2 separate regions of the Mus musculus genome follow, and region 2 is linked to region 1. Evidence: chromatin contacts called from public promoter capture Hi-C data. All regions are on one chromosome and are shown on one strand. The core of a region is the stretch at or near the end of the contact, and the rest is flanking DNA. Distances in the headings are between cores, read along the strand shown. Region 1 overlaps Tenm4 (teneurin transmembrane protein 4). Region 2 overlaps Tenm4 (teneurin transmembrane protein 4).

Region 1 (4,464 bases), core at 1,827-4,326:
CTTTGGCATTCGGTTCTCAAATGTGAAGAGAGAGAGGTCTTACCTTACTTTGGAATCTTCTAAGTTTATAAGTTCAGTGGGATTTCTATCCATTGGGAGAGTTCAGAGGTTCAGAGCATCCCTACTTTGTAAGGTAGCATGGATAAAATAAACTACAGGACCAGAAGGGCCCAAGATTATCCTCATTGGCCTTTTAATCTCTTAGCCCTGCCCAAGCAGAGACAATCAGATTAGAAGAAATTGGTGTCCAAATGACTACATCTAATGGAAACAAAATGAAATAGTCACCTTCATGTCTGCTGAGGCAGGGGACTCAGCATAATACCAGAAAGTAGTTCAGGGTAGAAGGGGAAAGGGCAAGAGGCCCACTGAGTTCTTGAAATGACTCAGGGCTTGAAGGAGAAATTAGCAGAGCTTAATGTTGAATCTAGTCTAGAGGGAACTTTATCTCCCTCCTTCTCCTCCCCTGCATGACATTGACAAGGAGTTGGGAACCCAGACATGTGACCTCATTTATTTCATTAGAGTCACACAGAAAGCCAATAGCATGGCCCACACTAGAACTCCAGCTGAGTTACTGCATGTGGCCTTATATACATCTAGAAGGCTGCTTCTTCCCATATAGACTTCTGCTCTTCCAAAAATGTGGAGATTGTTGCCCAGAAATGAAGAGGCTTTGAAAAATTGTCTCAGAGGCTTCTAGAGCCTAGGAGAACTCCAGTGTCATTTGACAGCTTGTAGCTCAGTGGTGGATTTGTAGGGTGACATTGAGAGGAACATGGTATTGATGTCCCTCACCATCTCCTCGGAGAAGGACACAAGAGCTTAGCTTCTATTCTACCCAGATCATGCCACTGGATAAAACGGTCTGCTAGTGGCTCTGAGGCCTGGCCTGACTGCATTACAGCCTTTGCTATACCCAAACCTCAGACCTGGCTCCCTTGTCAACCACCAAGGTCCTTCAAGCTACCTGAGAACTCCCATTTCTTCCTCCCCCCTTTACCCCCCCCCCAACTTTCTAGGCTTAAAGTAATCTTTTTAAAATTCAACTTGAATTCCAAGGTTCATTAAGAATGCTATTCCAGTGTTTTTAATCTGTGAGACAAAAAAAAAAAAAAAATTTGCCCATATGGTTGAATTGGGAGAGTATTATTGGTTTGTTTTGTCTTCACGTGTGGTTGGTTGTTCTCTGAATTGAAAAGCAGAAAGCATCCTGAATATGACTAGGAAGCAGCTGGTCTCCTAAGCTTCTGTGGAGTTGCTCTGTGCCTCTTGAATGCCTCAGATTTCACCCAAGGGAGCTGGCTGCTGAGTGGGCCCAGAGGGGCAAGCACTAGGACCCTGACACTAGCTTAGCACCAGTTTCTCCGTGAGTCTCAGTTGCAGATGATAGCTACCTTCTTCATCTCTTACCCTGTGCAAATTCCTGCATGAAATGCTATCACATGCATCTTCTCAAATGACACACAGTGACCATCCATGAGAATTCGTCTCACCCCCATCTCAAAGACGGTGAAATGGTAGTTCCTCCATGCAGAGTGACCGTGAACTATGGAGGTGATGCCTCCCTTGCAGGGTCACAGTAAGAACTACAGGTTTGACTTTAAAGTGCCTGTGATTGGTCAACATAACACAAAGATGAAAAGCCTGGCCCCTGGATTCAGATTCCAGGCTCTTCTTACTGTGTGATGTCCAGTGAGTTACTCAACTTGTTATTTGTAAGTGTCAGCTCTCTTCCTGATCCTTTCTGCCCGAAATCACAGGGCATTGTGTTTATCATAAAATATATATTTATGTATAACTATTTTTCATTGAAATTTTGCCCTCTGTGAAGTTTTTTTTCTGTCTTCTTGCACATGGAGGTACCATATTTTTTTCATTCTTTGTGAATCTTGACTATTTTTCCAATTTTCTTTATTAAAATCTGTCTTGCATGCTGGGTCTGGTGATTCACACCAATAATTAGGAGACTAAGGCAAGAAGATCATAAGTTTAAGGCTAGCATGGGCTACCAAGTAAGACCTGGCCTTGAGAAAGAAATGTATCCTAAACAATTACATATTTGTGGAATAAAAAGTCTACATGTGCATCATTTCACTGCTCCTCCCAACACACTTGTAGGCAGAAACATTTACATACAAGGAAATGGAGTCTAGGAGAAATGCAGTTAAGATATGAAGCCTCACACAGCGGATCAGCAGGAGAGCTAGACCAGGCAGGAGCTATAAAGATGCCAGAATAAAAGCTCTGCTGGAATTTAAGCAGTCAGATCCTTTTTGATAAGGTTTCTCTAAGCAGCTTCAATGTGTAATAATCTCTACTGAGGCTCTTGGCACCTTGAAAGACAATCATGGCTGGCGATGCCCAAATTGACAGATGCAGCCCAGGAGAAATTTCAAGAAAAGGGAGAGCAAAGTTCCCTGTCTCCCCTTCTGCCCCTACCCCCCATCTCCCACTGTGAGGATGGAGCGTTCACACAAAGCCCTACAATCTGGTCACCCTCCAGACTATCTCTAAACCACGTTTCTCATGATAAGAGACAAGAAAGAAATTGACCTTTAAAAATCTTGTGTTCCAAAGAGCAGATAAAGATTTCACAAGTCCTTTTGAAAGAAGGCACAGAATCCATTATAGCAAATGACAAAAACTTCTCTGGGATGTGTACAGAAAGGGGGAGGGGCCACACCCTTCTCTCCTTCCCCAGGGCCTCCCCCAGGGCTGCTCACAGCTTCCTGTAGGACAGCTAGCTCTGCGGCCGGACTGCACAGAACAGCAAGATGAGGCTGGCTGATGCAAGCTGGCAGAAAGACAGATGGGCTCTTCCCTGACTTGCACTTACCAGTTTAAGGAGCCCTGTAAGCAGCCGCAGTAAAACTGCTTATTCTTAGCAATCCTAGTCTGCTTTTAAGCATTCTCTCTCTTCCAGGATATATCCCACCCCGGGCTGGGGAGGATCCCTACCTGGGAGGTCTTCACCATCTCCTGGGCTTCCCTTCTTCCCAGAGAGAGGGATGAGCTCTTCCTGCGTGGCTCCGGCCACAGCTCCCACCCCCCATGGGCCTGGCCACACTGATCTGTTAGACTTGGGAGCCTCACACAGTGAGTCATGAGGTACTCAGAAAATACCAAACCTTTCAAACCACAGAGTCTCCAAAATTACAGACTGATTTCTTCTTCCCCAGGATTTACTCTTCTGTTCCAAAGCATGGCTTCTCCTTGTCATACATGTCTTCTAAAACTTATCATCTCTGCCTAAGAAAATTGAGTTATGCAGGAGCATACACATATACAAATGTACACACATACAAACATACTTAAATACATATATACATACACACAAATACATAAACACAGAAATACATACACACATACATATATATAAAGACATACATACATACATACATACATAAATACGCATATATACATACATGCATGCACACAGATACACACATATTGTGGAACAGGCATATTCATATGCTACCTTCAAAAACAAAGTTTTTTCCTAAATGCCAGTCTTGTATAATGCTTTGTAAATGAAGTTTGTGGGCCCCATTCATTTCAAAATAGGTGTCTCACTTAAATACGATGGTAGACAAGTTGCCTGCATTCACTGCTCAGCAAGCATTTGCCAAGCATACAAAGCATCAGCATAACAGGGTACAGGCAAGCAGAATTTCTGGTCTGGTATCAGTCGCTAACCCACCGTGCACACAGTGAGCAATTCCATAATCCCGAAGTTTCTGGTAAGAGTGTGGCTTATGTGATATCTCCTTTTCAATGATACTAGTTTGAAAGCTCCTTGAGAGCTCTAGTACCTTACCTTTCATGTGTCACCATAGTTGGCTTTATCCATCTCAGTCCTCTGAGGTCACTCTGTACCCAGAATCCTGCCTGGAATGTATGCAGAGGAAGAGATCAGGGCTCCATCAAATGGCTACTGGTTGCCAGGATACCAGGATGCTTGCTAACAGGAAGTACCTGTCAGAAGCCACTAGTAACTTTCCTTGGCTGAGTCCTTACATAGGAGCTTCTCACTGCCACCCCCTCTACCCCCATATCATGTGAAGTAGGTTTCACATTGATTCATTTAACAGGTGAAAGTAAAAGCTCGGAGCTTTTGCTGGACATTTATTTCCAGCAAAATACCCAAGTAGGTCATCATAGCACCCTATTGACCACAAAATACAACAATTTCCTTTTAAAACTCAGCAAAGGAGAAAGTAGGGGAGACAAGGGTGCCCTGAAACTCAGAAATAAAATGAAACTGAAAGCCAGGGCAGCAGGCACAGAGCTATGACACACTCATGGTGACAGGGGTATGTTCACAGTAGGACACTACTGCTGACACTAAACAGAAAACTGAAGAGCCGAGAGGCTCGATTTAAAGTATGTGCCCGCTAGAGCAAAGGGCATGGCACGGAGGCTTTTCTCAGTCTCAGAGCCAGGGGACAGAAGAGCCATCAG
Region 2 (4,013 bases), core at 1,287-3,786, 82 kb after region 1:
TCCTGGTCAGTTGATTCTGTGGGCCCTGTTCTTGTGGTAGGACGGCCATTCTTAATTTTTCATACTACACTTCAGTTTATGAAGGCTCTAAGAGACTCTGTAGTAAAAAAAAAAAAAAAAAGTGCTCTTTGGTTTACTTACCTACGTTTCTAAATTATTTCTCCATAAAATCCTAATGCCTCACTAGAAACAGCCTTTAGAATGCTCTCTGGAAGTTTCTGAAATGGAAATCAAGCTGGGTATGAGAATATGGGTTAAGGTGTGTCTAAAATAAAATCAGATTTTTTGACTTATGATGATGGAAAGTACAGATTTTTTTGAGGCAGACAGAGCTAAGGGAATGGACCAGCCATTTCTTAACTGTGACATATTATTTTACTGCTCCAAAGTTTTAGTTTCCTGGGCTTAGTTTAATAGAATACCACAGTCTGTATGGTGGTTCACACTGTTATCCCAGCACTGAGAAGGCAGAGGCAGAGGCAGAGGCAGAGGCAGAGGCAGAGAGGCAGAGAGGCAGAGAGAGAGGCAGAGAGGCAGAGAGGCAGAGAGGCAGAGAGGCAGAGAGAGAGGCAGGAGAGGCAGGAGAGGCAGGAGAGGCAGGAGAGGCAGGAAGAGAGGCAGAGGAGGCACAGAGAGGCAGAGAGGCAGAGAGGCAGACAGGCTGACAGGCTGACAGGCAGACAGGCAGACAGGCAGACAGGCAGACAGGCAGACAGGCAGACAGGCAGACAGGCAGACAGGCAGACAGGCAGAGGCAGAGAGGCAGAGGCAGAGGCAGAGGCAAGCAGGGGTCTCTATGAGGTCAAGGCTAGCCTAATCTATATAATGAGTTCCAGGCCAGCCAGGGCTATATAGTAAGACCCTGACCCTGTCTCAAGATAAATAAAATAGTTAGAATACCTACTAATAATTCTGTTTGGATAAATGTTTATATGTTATGCTAGAGCAACTATTAGAAACCTAAAAACTAAAACAGATAAGCCAAGGGTGTGGTGGAGATATAGGGGTCAGGAGAGAGTTCTAGGCCAGTTTGGGCTGTTGAAGATCCTGTTGTTTTTTTGTTTGTTTGTTTGTTTTTTGTTGTTGTTGTTGTTGTTTAAAAATTGAATCAGACACAAATAGACATCATTAATAAGTCAGCAATCAAAGATAAACTAGAAGATTAAGAAAACACCCAGAGTTCAGTTGGTAGAGTACTTTCTAACATGCACAAAGCCCTGGGTTAAATTCCAACATTCAGGAGGTTGAGTCTGGGTGATCAAGAGTTCTACATCATCTTTGACTGCTTAGTGAGTCTGAGGCTAGCCTGGGATATGTGATACCACCACATCTCAAAATGTGTATGTGGTAGTGGTGGTGGTGGTGGTGTGTACATGCATACCATACATATTATATGTATGCATGTATGTATGTATGTATGATATGTATGTTCATACACACACATCCATACCACCACCACCAACGGTGACGTGAGATACACATACCTAACATAGCTCATGCTGGTTCCCTTTCTGCCCTTTTGCTTTAAAGGGAAAGTCACCTTTCATTCCTCTGAAACCAACTTGAGTATAGAGTGTCTCAAGGGTCCTGCAGACCTCTCAGACTGCTACCGTCCCTCAGCAGGCGACACAGGGAGAGCTCTGTGGGATCCAAATAAAGCCAGCCAGGTCCTTGTGAGAATTTACACTGAGAAAACCTGCTAACCTCGTGATCGAGCCATTCACCCCCTTTTTGCAACTGTTCCCTTCACCCCACCCCTCCCGGTTCCAGACATGAGAATACAGAAATTATTCCCGCCCTCCAGAATTCCTCACTATCAGAGGAAATGCACACTCTGGTCCATCGTGAGGGGCCATGAGGAAGATTTGCACAGATGGCCATTAAATCACAGAAGGCTAGCAACCGGCTCTGCCCACAGGGTTCTGGGAAGCCTTCAGGGAGTAGCGGCTGATCCTCGAGGCTGGCTCCTGTATAGGTTGCATCAAGTAGTAGGGAGAAAGGCATTCTGGAGAGAGGGGTCAACATTCACAAAACTGGAAACAGGGCATTGTGGCTAGCTCACAGATGCTATAGCTGAAAGCAATAGGAGAATTCCCTTTTTTCCAGGGGAAAAAGCATCTAGGTTGTTCTATTAAGAGGAAGAGTCCCAGTCAAGGACTAGAAGGAGACCAAGGTGGTACACAGATGTCATGGAAGCATACCTGGGACCTGGGGGGTAAACACATATATTTTGACAGCGTTGCCAGCCTTTACCATGCTCAACTTGGCTGCTAGCACTACAGAGCCTTGACAGACTAGGATGACATTTCCATTACATCTGTCTGCACAAAGCACGCCCCCTGCCTCACCCTCCAGTGGGTTTCCTGTGAGACATTTTGGCATGTTACTATAGCTGGGGAGAAAAAAAATACTGTAATAGGAAATGTAATTTTCCATAAAAAAATTGTTAAAGCTTGCCAAAAATTACTGCCCTCCCCCTCTTCCTTTGTACACAACCATATGCATATAGTCTCCTTCCAGAACAGCACTGGCGTGATTAAACACTCCCTGCCGAGCACTCGCAGATACGGTCTCCTTTAAGCCTGGCAACAGCTCTGTGAGATCACGACAGACAATTATCTGCATTCTACAGATGAGACACGTGAGACCCTGGAGGACCAAGGGTCTGCAAAGAGTCACACGGGACAGGGCTCTCTGGTTTCAGAACATTTCCCGTGATAATCACCCAGCCTCTAAATCCTGCTTTCTAACACAGCTCTCAACTATCCAAGGGGCACCTTACATTTTCAGTTTGTGTTTCATTTCCCAGACAGTTAAATCCAGCAAATATCATATTGGTTATCCCTTCTCTGTGCCAGACCCACGCTAAGGATCCAAAAGGGAAGAAGGCTTGGCGCCTGCCTTCATGGAACACATGCCCCCTTTCACAAATGTCCTTGACTGTGAGCCCACCTTAAGAAAAAGAGTTGTGGAGCTAGAAACGTAGCTCAGTCTGTAGGGTGCTTGTTAGCATGTGTGAAGTCCTGGACTCCATCCCCAGCACCAAATAAAGTAGGTGTTGTGTTTGCATTCCTGTAACCTCCGTATTCCAGAGGTGGAGGCTGGGGGATGGGAAGTTCAAGGTCACTCTTGCCTACACAGCCTGAATAGGAGGTGAGAACCTACCTCGAAAAAGAAAAAAAAAATCTATTTTATATCACTATAAAACACTAAAACCAAAGGTTTGCACAGCAGTCCTTAAGTTTGGTATCTATATATTTTTCCAGTCTAGTGTATTCCACTTCAACAAAAATACTGGTCATGACCCCAAAATTGATTTTACCTACGAAGTGGATCCTGTGGCACATGAAAAAGATATTTGCCATCTAAACAATCAAGCTTTCAGAACATCAGAAATGCTTTGCAGTGGCTAATGTGATTCTGCTGACTCTCACTATACCTCACCTTTTACCTTCTCTGTGGGCTAACCGTATCCTCAAACATACTCAAAGGTCCTGAGGTGTACTCCGCCTAGGTAGGCCTGGGTCATGAGACAATGGAGCAATTACCAGGATTGAAGAGGACAGAATGCACTGATTGGATGATCCTGGATCACATGGTCCAACAGAGAAAGAGTGCAGAATTGGATCATGGGGAGGCGACCCTAAAATGTCCACCATGGGTCTGTGTCACACATCATCGTGCTGAGTCTTGGCCTGAGACTTGCGCTTGGGGGAAACCCACACAGACAGCGAAGTTCAGGATTGATAAAGTAACCCTTCCACAAAGACACTGGGAAGCCAGCCTTAGAACCTGTGGTGTCAGACTTCAGAATACTTAGCAGTTTTGGGGTTTTTGTTTTTGTTTATTCTAATACATTCTGTGAAGAACAAAGGCATGCGCTGGTGAAAGGGCTTCATATCGCTTGTGTTTTATTCCTCCCCTGCGGCAGCAGTGCCTTTTGGGACTGACAGGTAACTCACGGAGCTTTTCAAGAGGAAGGAAGCACTTGCCCCTGAGGTTGTAAGAGTACA

Evidence for each region. Promoter capture Hi-C pulls out the DNA fragments that hold promoters and counts their contacts.
Region 2: a promoter capture Hi-C map of hippocampal neurons shows a contact between it and region 1, with 2.2 times the contacts expected there. The contact joins two enhancer-like sites. A contact is called at or near these places in 10 of 39 promoter capture datasets (3T3-L1-derived adipocytes, the HPC-7 cell line, cranial neural crest and 7 more), 1 of 484 Hi-C or Micro-C datasets (erythroblasts) and 3 of 115 datasets of contacts at active chromatin or transcription factors (all in embryonic stem cells).

What each region holds. Positions count from the first base shown.
Region 1 is chr7:96,814,430-96,818,893 of GRCm38.p6, forward strand. All of the region lies in intron 18 of Tenm4 (teneurin transmembrane protein 4), which reads left to right. Among named protein-coding and RNA genes, the nearest start is that of Gm15413, 15 kb to the left of the region's middle. Within about 2 kb of position 3,077, at least 102 of the 459 cell types and tissues checked have an H3K27ac peak or open chromatin away from gene starts, as enhancers often do. A contact at or near this core is called in hippocampal neurons, where this site is marked.
Region 2 is chr7:96,896,830-96,900,842 of GRCm38.p6, forward strand. All of the region lies in intron 31 of Tenm4 (teneurin transmembrane protein 4), which reads left to right. Among named protein-coding and RNA genes, the nearest start is that of Gm22226, 21 kb to the right of the region's middle. Within about 2 kb of position 2,537, at least 31 of the 459 cell types and tissues checked have an H3K27ac peak or open chromatin away from gene starts, as enhancers often do. A contact at or near this core is called in hippocampal neurons, where this site is marked.